Regions from separate parts of the Mus musculus genome. Here region 1 is linked to region 2. Evidence: chromatin contacts called from public Hi-C data. All regions are on one chromosome and are shown on one strand. The core of a region is the stretch at or near the end of the contact, and the rest is flanking DNA. Distances in the headings are between cores, read along the strand shown. Region 1 has its middle 20 kb from the start of Smug1. Region 2 overlaps Calcoco1 (calcium binding and coiled coil domain 1).

Evidence for each region. A called contact is a pair of places that touch in the nucleus more often than the background predicts.
Region 1: a Hi-C map of cerebral cortex shows a contact between it and region 2, with 4 times the contacts expected there. The contact joins two enhancer-like sites. A contact is called at or near these places in 9 of 39 promoter capture datasets (the 3T3-L1 cell line, 3T3-L1-derived adipocytes, the C10 cell line and 4 more), 2 of 15 datasets of contacts at CTCF or cohesin (embryonic stem cells and pro-B cells), 60 of 484 Hi-C or Micro-C datasets (the C2C12 cell line, the G1E-ER4 cell line, the HL-1 cell line and 33 more), 13 of 115 datasets of contacts at active chromatin or transcription factors (astrocytes, bone marrow-derived macrophages, craniofacial prominence and 10 more) and 5 of 9 other capture datasets (adipose tissue, embryonic stem cells, embryonic tail and 2 more).

The regions. Positions count from the first base shown.
Region 1 is chr15:103,181,008-103,185,578 of GRCm38.p6, forward strand. No RefSeq gene overlaps it. Among named protein-coding and RNA genes, the nearest start is that of Smug1, 20 kb to the left of the region's middle. Within about 2 kb of position 1,339, at least 104 of the 459 cell types and tissues checked have an H3K27ac peak or open chromatin away from gene starts, as enhancers often do. A contact at or near this core is called in cerebral cortex and cortical neurons, where this site is marked.
Region 2 is chr15:102,702,056-102,706,982 of GRCm38.p6, forward strand. It overlaps Calcoco1 (calcium binding and coiled coil domain 1), which reads right to left. Exons shown (of 15, transcript NM_026192.3): 15 at 4,722-4,927. Among named protein-coding and RNA genes, the nearest start is that of Calcoco1, 18 kb to the right of the region's middle. Within about 2 kb of position 3,431, at least 27 of the 459 cell types and tissues checked have an H3K27ac peak or open chromatin away from gene starts, as enhancers often do. A contact at or near this core is called in cerebral cortex and cortical neurons, where this site is marked.

The DNA of each region.
Region 1 (4,571 bases), core at 89-2,588, 480 kb after region 2:
AACAGAGTGGGTGGAGATGTCTCTCTCCATCCCAAGACCCTTCCCAAGTGGGAGAGGAAAGGACTGGGGTTTCTGAGGATACAGACAGAACTTAGAGATGAACCCATAGCAACCTCAAACCCATGGAGGGGCTGACTCGAGGCTGGGGACTTTTAAGAAAGGCTGGAATGTTGCATCTGAGCACCCAGGTTTAGGGAATTTTTTTTTGTTTGCATTCTCTCCAGCAACTTGATTGATGACACCATTCTCAACAAACGATCTTTATCTCTCCTCTTGTCTCCCAAATTTATGATTTTGCCCCCAAGCCCCAGCTTAGGTGAGTGAGGAGTAGGTTAGACCCAAGAAGTACCGGGGAGTCCTCAGTACTCTCCAGGGAGTAAGTGCCCTCCATCTGTATCTAGGCTCTGCAGCTCCCTCCCTTAGATTTGGGTTCCCAGTAAAACCAAAGAAACAGGGGGACAGCTGATCTCTTGAGAGTCCAGAGTCTACTCCAGGAGTGGTTTGTCCCATTGTCTTATAGGCAGGTAGAGGTCAGTCTAGGCCTAGGGGCACACGTGAGTCCTTGTGTGCTTCAGTGGGAGAGATTAGGTGGGCTCCCAGCAACACTAAGTGTGCTTAAGAACTCCATCTTGTTCTAGATGGAAGCATGGAAAACAGGATAATAATTAGATCACGCCTAGGATAAAAGCCTCCACAAGAGAGATGCTTCTAAAGTTCACGTAGCCTAGGGTGGTGGTGTGTGCCCATAATTCCAGCGCTAAGGAGTTGGAGGCAGGAGTATCAAATAAAGGCCAGACTCTGTTATAGGCAAGCTGGACTCTCTATGGGAAGGAAAAACTCAGTTTGGACATTTGAAGTGTACGTTAAGGATTGAGCAGGAACCTGCTAGTGAAGATTGCAAGCCATTGCCAAGGCTGTTGAGGAGCAGGACAAGTGTGGACATGGGCAAAGCCAAGGTGGCCGGAGGAGCGTCCTTTCCTGTGAGTACTTTGGAGATAGGGAGAGGCCCATACTGATTTGTGTGTTCAGAAGACAGTTCTGGCAAATGGGGAAGAGCACTGGTACTTTGGAGCTTGGCTAGGAGACCCTGGGAACAGGCTGGACTCCGGGCCTCCACAGTGGACATGAAAGATCCCTCTGAGGTCTGGGGATTCCCACTCTGCTGGTCTTGAGTCGCTGCAGAACTGCGTGGGATCGTTGTTCTTAAATCTTCCCACACCTCTGAAGGATGGAGAGGAGCCAGGCCTGCCTTAGGGTCGGATAGCGTCTATGGGGTCCACCGGCGGCCTGCAGTGGAGGCAGCGCCGCTGCCAGCAGAGGGAGCGCGCGAGACGTGCCGGAGCAGGGCCTCGCTCTCGCGGGCGCCCCCTGCCGGACACCTGAGCCTCTCCCCCCCACCTTACCTCCCCCCCACACACACACACCCGGTGTCAACCGCGGGGACGGGTCTTGGGGGACTTAAACTCCCTACTGTGTGCTTCCAAATTGCGACCACCCAGGGCGACTTGGGCACTGGAAAGAGCGAGGCGAGGCAGGTCCTGCAGACAGTCTCGCCCCGGAACCCACCGGGCCAGCCTGGAGCGGGGGTGGGGCGCGGGGCCACCCGGGCGTCCCAGTGGGCGGCCACGATGTGAGCACCTGGTCCGACCCGCCGCCGCTTCCGGGGGTGAAGGGCGACTCATTCCACCTGAGCTTCCTTCCATTGCCTCCCCCTCCCACCCACCCCGCCCCGCCCCGCCCCCCCCCCCCTCGCCGCAGCATTTTTCACACCTCCTCTCCCTACCAGTTTCTAGTTATGAGGGGGTTTCAGGTTACAGTCCTCATTTTCAGTCCTTCTCCCTGAGCATCCAGGTTTGACTACTTTGGGGAAGTCCTTCTTGGTGTCTAACCACCATCCCTCTTACTGCATCTACAGCCAAATCTGCCAAGTTACAGCCTCACTGGAGAAAGTGAGTGCCTTAATTTTCTTCCCACTCTTGCTTACAATTCCGTTCCCCTATACAAAAAACTGTCCCCGCCACTCTATCTTGCATTCCGTTCGCCTTTTGTCATCCAGGCCATCCAACGCTGCTTCTGATGGTCTCCCTCCACCCCCATTCTAATTTCCTATCTCTCCGCCTCGCTAGCTGTGCCATACCCAATCCCCAAGAGCTGGACTGGTGGAGAGCCTCAGTTTCCCTGGGAGGGCGCTTAGTATGTGGCTCCCTCCCCGCCCTCCTACTAAGCGTGATTTGGGGTGTGGGGATGGGGGATGGAGGTCGTAAGCTGCTTGCGGAGAGGTGCTCGGTGGGAAGCCTGAGCCGAGTCTTAAGAGTCCCGCATCCCGCCCGCACCAGCGTGGGGCGCACGAGTTCCCATTCTTAGCTCAAGGAAGACCCCGTGTGGCCGTTGTAGGTGGCGCAGAAGAGGGAGAGCGCCCAGGCGCCGGACCGGATTCCGGGGTTCTAGCCTAGGGTAGGGACTTATTCCTCAGCAGTGCCTTGGAATCCTTCAGCCTGTTCACACACACTCAAAAACACAGCAACCTGGACTTGTAGAATGGTTTCGCCAAACCACAAGGAAAAGTAACGTACTAACAGCAGCAAGTGTGATTGTGGTTAGACTTCTGGAAGGACTTCAGATAGGGAAGCAGGGAGACGGATATTAATGAAGGAATGGAGGAGGGCAAATGGTTTGGTCCTGGGAAGAGAGGATTCTGAGGCTGGGGTGAGTGTGGTATCGTCACAGCGAGCCTCACATGCCTGTTCATTAAGGAACTACGCTCAGCTGACAGGTGGGTAGGGAAATTTCTCCATGCCAGGGGGCCTGCTCTTTGCCTGTGCCTTATGCAGGATGAGTGTGTGGGAGCCCAGGAAATGGTCACCCAGCAAGCGGGACTGGGACCATGCACAGCCCACCCTAAGTCTTTTGAAGCAGGAATTGTGACAGCGCCGCGCTCGCTCCCCAACCAAGGCGCCATGTCATTTGCACACATTTGCATATCCAGCTGTGCTCGGCTGCCTTTGGCTGCATGCCTTCATTTGGCAGTGGGTGGGCTGCACGCAGGGCGAGTGAGACCCATGGAGCGGGCCACCTCTGTGCTTGACCGCTGTCGCCGGCTCGCGCCACCTTCTGGGCATCTCTTTGCATCCTCCAGCCGCAGACCGAGGTCCACAACCGGGATTAGACACCACCACCTCCTAGTCTTCCAGGACCACTTAGACTCCTTCCTAGTCCAACCTTCCTGAAGGACTGGTGAAGTCTGGTATCCTGCTGAAATGCAGTGTATGTGATTGGGGTGCCCCAAAACTCTGGAAACTCCCCGAATTTCAGGCAAAGATTATGATGTATGCTCTGGTTAAGAACATCCTTCGACTTCTGCCAGCAGCTCCATGTAGCTTGATCTCTTACATCTGGGCCAGGCTTGTGCCCACTGGCCTTCTGTCAGAGGACTGCAGCCTCTGGACTGCCCTCACTCCGCTCATGAGCTGTTGCCTTCCTACCCTGACTGCCTTCCTGCCCTCTTGTCTCCCAGACAGAGTTGGTGGTATAGGCCTGTAATCCCAAATGTTCAGGAGTTGAAACAAAAGGATCACAAATTCAAGATAACCCCGGGCAATGTAGGAAGACCCTAAAAAAATTAATTAAAAAAAAAAATTGGCCGGGCAGCGGTGACACATGCCTTTAATCCCAGCACTTGGGAGGCAGAGGCAGGTGGATTTCTGAGTTTAAGGACATCCTGGTCTACAGAGTGAGTTCCAGGACAGCCAGGGCTACACAGAGAAACCCTGTCTTGAAAACACACACATACACAAAAACCAAACAAACAAACAAAAAAAACAAAGTAAAAAATGTATGTGTGTGTGTGTGTGTCACACATACACACGTATATCAGATGTTAGCTGACACCTGTAATCCTAGCACTCTGGATGCTGAGGCAGGAAGATTATCTTGAGTTTCAGGTCAGTCTGGGCTACATAGTAAATTCCAGGTCAGCCAGAGCTTCATATCAGGATCCGGTCACAGTAATAAGTATCATTATTAATAATAAAGCTGATCTTTAAAGGCTGGGGATGTAGTTCAATGGTAAAGCACCTGCCTACAGTATGAAAGGCCCTGGGTTCTCTCACAGAACACACACACCCGGAGATAAAAGAAAAAAGAGCTTCCACTGTCCTCTCAGGCCCCCTGGCACCAATATCTGCAGAGGCATTTGGTCTCTTGCACTCCCTAGATTGTGAGGTCTCTCAAGACAGGGATCATGTCTGTTCTTGGTGGTGTCCTACTTTGAGCTAGAGTCTGGTGCTCCAGGGTCAGAAAAACTAGACGGCGATTTAACAAGTGAAGCCTGCCGGGCGGTGGTGGCACACGCCTTAAATCCCAGCACTTGGGAGGCAGAGACAGGCAGATTTCTGAGTTCGAGGCCAGCCTGGTCTACAAAGTGAGTTCCAGGACAGCCAAGACTATACAGAGAAACCCTGTCTCGAAAAAACAAACAAACAAACAAAAAAAAAAAAAACAAGTGAAGCTCGATCCTCTCAGGGACCCACAGACACTCCAAAGTCATCCAGGCAATCTCAAGGACAACCGTG
Region 2 (4,927 bases), core at 2,181-4,680:
ACACACACACACACACACACACACACACACACACACACACAAGAAAGAGAGAAAGAAAGAAAGGAAGAAGAGAAAGTGAGAAAAGAAACAAACAAAGAACAAAAGAAAGACTGGAGTCTTGGAAATTTCATGTATTTCTCTTCCTGATAAGAAAGATGATGATAGTCTGGGGACACAGGGAAGTCTAGGCATGTCCTGGCTGTAAGGGTCCTGTTCTGTAGTGGATCTTAGGCTAGTGCTGTGTAGTAGAAACTTAACTGTGGTCATACACATCATGTAACATTTCCTAATGACCTCATTTAAGAAGCAAAGATAGTCCAGAGTAATATTTGTTTATCCACCCTAGTTATGATCCCTAGAGATGAATGACTATGGTTTGAATGTGTCCTCCCAAAATGTATCGCTTCAATCTGAATATATATAATGTTTTGAGACTCTACTTTTTGTTTTTAAGTATTAAGTCTTTGAAATCTGTTATATACTTACACACACATCCTGTCAGTGTGGAGTGGCTACAGTTCAAACATTCAGTAATGTAGTAATTGTGGCTGGTGGCTTCCCTAGTGAACAGAGCAGGACTTTAAATCATTTTAGCTTTTAGGCTTGGTGGTGCCTGAAGTCTTAACTCCTAGAGAGACTTGAGGCAGGAGTCTAAGGCCAGCCTGGCCAAACATAGCCAGACCCTATCTCAAAGAGAAAGAAAATTAGTGTGTTCCACACCCTGTTGGCAGGAGAATCTCTGATGTTGGAGTTCTAGACATTTTGATTTCTACTCCTTTGGTTTTGTTTTGTTTTGTTTTGTTTTGAGACAGGGTTTCTCTGTGTAGCCCCGTCTGTCCTGGAATTCACTATGTAGGCCTCAAACCCAGAGAAGTACCTGACTCTGTCTCCCAAGTGTTGGGATTAAAGGTGTGAACCTCCACTGCCCAGCTCCTGTTTTTCTTACACTTTGGTTCAGGGACTTTTGTTTATCTTATTACATTAAAATTTCATTTATTCTGTATGTATATGTGTGTGTGCATGTGCCATGATGCAGTTGTGGATGTCAGAGGTCAACTTACTGGAGTCGGTTCCCTTCCTTCAACTGTGTGGCTTCTGAGGGCTGGTCAGGCATGGCAGCAAGTGCTTTAAATTGCTGAGTCATTTTGCTGGCTTAGCCCTCACTTTTTATGAGTCTGGTTATATTCTCAATCCCCAAAGGTCGGAACTCTGTACCTATTGCAGGGGCTGTGAAGTCCGGCTATGCAGCCACTGCCACACCTAACTGTCATGTGTCCCTGAAGCCAGTGTCCCAGCTGTCAGTCCAGTGTCTTCCAGGAGTCATTTTCCTGGCCTTGGTGCGGAACCTGCTTCTGTTAGATCTTCTCTTTGTCACCTCTCATAAGTAGCTTCTTATCTCTCCCTGGTCCTTTCCCATCATCTCCATCATTTTACCTTTACCTCTCCCTTCAATGTTGATATTTTCCGTTCTGTCCCTGACCGTCTGGCCTTCATTTCATGCAAGTTGCCCCAACCCTCTTCTTTTTTAATGTGGAGGTTTAGATGGTTGTAGACCACCATGGGAGTTGAACCTGTATCTACTGGAAGAGCAGCCAGTGCTCTTAACTGCTAAGAGTTAAGCACCGTATCTCCAGCCCTGACCAATCAGCTTTAAATCACCAAACATCACTAACACCATTTCAGTGCTATAGATTGCTTGACAAAAACAAGATAGGTGTTGGTTGCTATTGAGTTGTTTTTTGTTAACTTAAGAATCATTATGGAGTGTTCTTGATGAGTAGATTCAGCCACCTGTAACTCCAATTCTGGGGGATCTGATGTCTTCTTCTGGCCTCTTCAGGTACTAGACATGCATGCAGGCAAACCACTCATACACATTTGAGATAGATATAGATATAGATATAGATATAGATATAGATATAGATATAGATATAGATATAGATATAGATAGAGATAGAGATAGAGATAGAGATAGGTAGGTAGGTAGGTAGGTAGATAGATAGATAGATAGATAGATAGATAGATAGATAGATAGGGTAGATAGGTAGATAGGTAGATAGGTAGATAGGTGTGGTGGCACATGCCTTTAATGCTAGCACTTGAGGTCAGACTGGTCTACAGGACAAGTCCCCAAACAGCGAGGGCTACACAGAGAAACCCTGTCTTGAAAAAAAAAAAATCCAAAAAAGAAAGGAAACAAAAGAAAACTGGTTGGTGAGTCCAGTGTGATGCTCATTTTATTCTCTATGTATTATTTTGTATGAATGAAGTGAGTCTTTTTTTTCCCCCCAATACAATTTTTAAAAATGTTGAGGACTCATCTTCTGTGTCAGTTTCTGTATTAGATTTTGGAGCCACAGGGTGTATAAGCCCAGGTCCTACCTCCATGCTACTTACAGAGAAATGAAAAACTTGTACACATGATAATGAGCTTTTGTTTGTGGTCTGACTAGGGCTTGCCTAGGCAAGATCTGCACTGCTGGGTTTTCTATTCCTAGACTCTGGGTTGCCCCCTTCCTTTTCTCTTTAAGGATGGGGTCTCACTTAGCAGTTATGCTGGCCTGGACCTTGCAAATGTCATCACACCTAACCAGCCCTTGGCCTTTTGAAACAGGAATTGATATTGTCCATTTCGCAGCTACTGGGATTCCAGGCATGTGCAGCCGGCAGAGTGTGTGCTTTTATGAACATGCCACACATGTTCTAGCTCCTTTTTCAGGACACAGAACTCAAGCGGGCTTTGAAGCATCCTTTGGGTGGATAGAAAGGCAGCTGCACAGTCACTCGAAAACTGCACATTTCTGGGAAACAGTTCTGTTCCACTGTAGCACAGGGTTTCCCAGGGCAGGATGGGTGGAGGAAACGCCCCTGAGAACAGCTAATGAAGACCCCGCGCTGTGTGCTGGCACACTAAGCCATCCACACTTCAAGTTCCTGTAGACAGGGGGCAGCCACAAGGTACTCAGAGAGGACTAGATTCATCCTCTGATGACAAATGCTGACAGGAGTATCTGCTGCCACTTCATCTGACTTTCCCTTTCACTCCAGGACCTTCAGTTTTCTAAGCTGCACAGAGGACACAAAGCTCGAAGATAAGGACCACATCCATTTCAGAATGGAGGTATGACAGGGTGAGTTGCCAAACACTACACAATATGTAGGATCGGAGCTGGATCTGAAGGCCAGCTGTCCCCCTCCCTGCTCCAAACACCTGCAGAAGTCCCAGTGTGAACACTCATACACTGCACAGGAAGAGACACGTGGATCCAAAAAAAATGGAGCCGGAGACGTTGGAAGTGCTTGGTGTCAAATTAGGGGGTGGGGGAAGGGTTGCTTCTAGGAGGAAGATGTGTGGAACAGCTGTGGGAGGGTGAATCAGGACAGAGCTGAGGAGACGGCAAAGGGTAGAAAAGGACCCATGCCAGGGAGAGTAGGAACAAAGCCCATAGTGTGGTCCTCACCAGAGCCTCTATGTGTCAATGGCCTGGTTTGGTTAGCCATGTGCCTTTTGTGTGAGATGGAGGGTTGGCAGGGAGCAGGCGCCTGGCTCTGGATCCCTGTTTCTCCTTTAGCTCTAGGGGGACCAACCTCCTGGAAGCCAGAAAGTGTAGGTCCCAGATTCTTCCCTCCCAACCTCCCCCAATCATAAATCACGAGTGATTTCATTAAATGCACCTCCTGCTGGGGATGTTGGCTCATAATTCCTCTCTGATTAACCCCCACTACCCCGGCAAGTTTATAGGCCAAGAGAGGGAGGGGGAGAGGGGAGGGGAAAAGGAGGGATGGGGGGAGTCCTGGGCGGGTGATGGATGCCTCTGTCAGCCCAGCTCGTATTTATTAATAGTCTTAATACGGGAAGCAATAAAGGAAGAGAGGGATTCTATTAATTAAATCATTGTTATAATTAACTTTCATTAAAGGAGGATCAATAAAGAGAGGTTGAGATGGAGAGAGGAGAGAGATCCATTATCTCCAATTTCCTTGGAAAGGATTCAGGGAACGAGATGGGGTTGCTAGGAGACAGACATGAGGGAAGAAGACGGGATGGATGTAAGATTGTCATCCAGGTGCGGTAGGAAGCGGGGTGGTGGTGGATGGGTTAGTTTCAGGTAAAGACAGGACTATGGGGGTGGTCCAGTGAGCGAACCTGAACGGATGCAAGGTGCTGACAAGGGTGTTTTGGGACAGAGAATGAGAGAGCTATGGGTGTATGCCCTGCTAGGGCACACAGAGAGCATCAGTGAGCACAAGGTCCTTAATATATGCTCTGTGCTGCTATGGATGTCTGTGCTACCTAGACAACTGGTTGGGGTGGATGGATGTGTTGCTCTGATTGTTGTCAAGGAGTGCACGGGGGTGTATGGGATGTAAACAATGGTGGTAGGGAGCTCAGAGCACATCTCATTTGGCAGAACCCAAAGATATGTGTTCTTGATGGGAGTAGGGTATAGCAAGGATGACCATGGAATCTGATGGTCTTTGTGTGTCCCTTCCAATCCCATCAGCCACCTGTTTGCTCCCTCCTTAAAAGTGTGCTCCAGGCCGGAGATACACAGTGTCTTTTTTTTTCCCCCGTGGCCTCAGGTGGCTAGCACACCAGAAGGCCTGGTTAGAATGTACTTAATCTATCACTCTCCTCCCTCCTGACAGGGACCAGGAATTTGAAGCCCTTCTTTTCTTGTAGCAATGCCTCTTGATAAGAACATACGTCATGACAATGGTTACACATATCATATAAATATATTTGTCCAAACTACAAATAAGAGGAGAGTTTAAGGGAGAGAGAAAGTTCTTATTGCTGTGGGGGGCGGGGCTGGAGAAGGTGAGGGGGCGGGAAATGGGGACACCTGGGATCCCTTGTCCCCTATCCCTCACAGAAGGCACAAATACATTTTCTTTTCCGTTTGAGGACTTCGGTGTGGGGTGG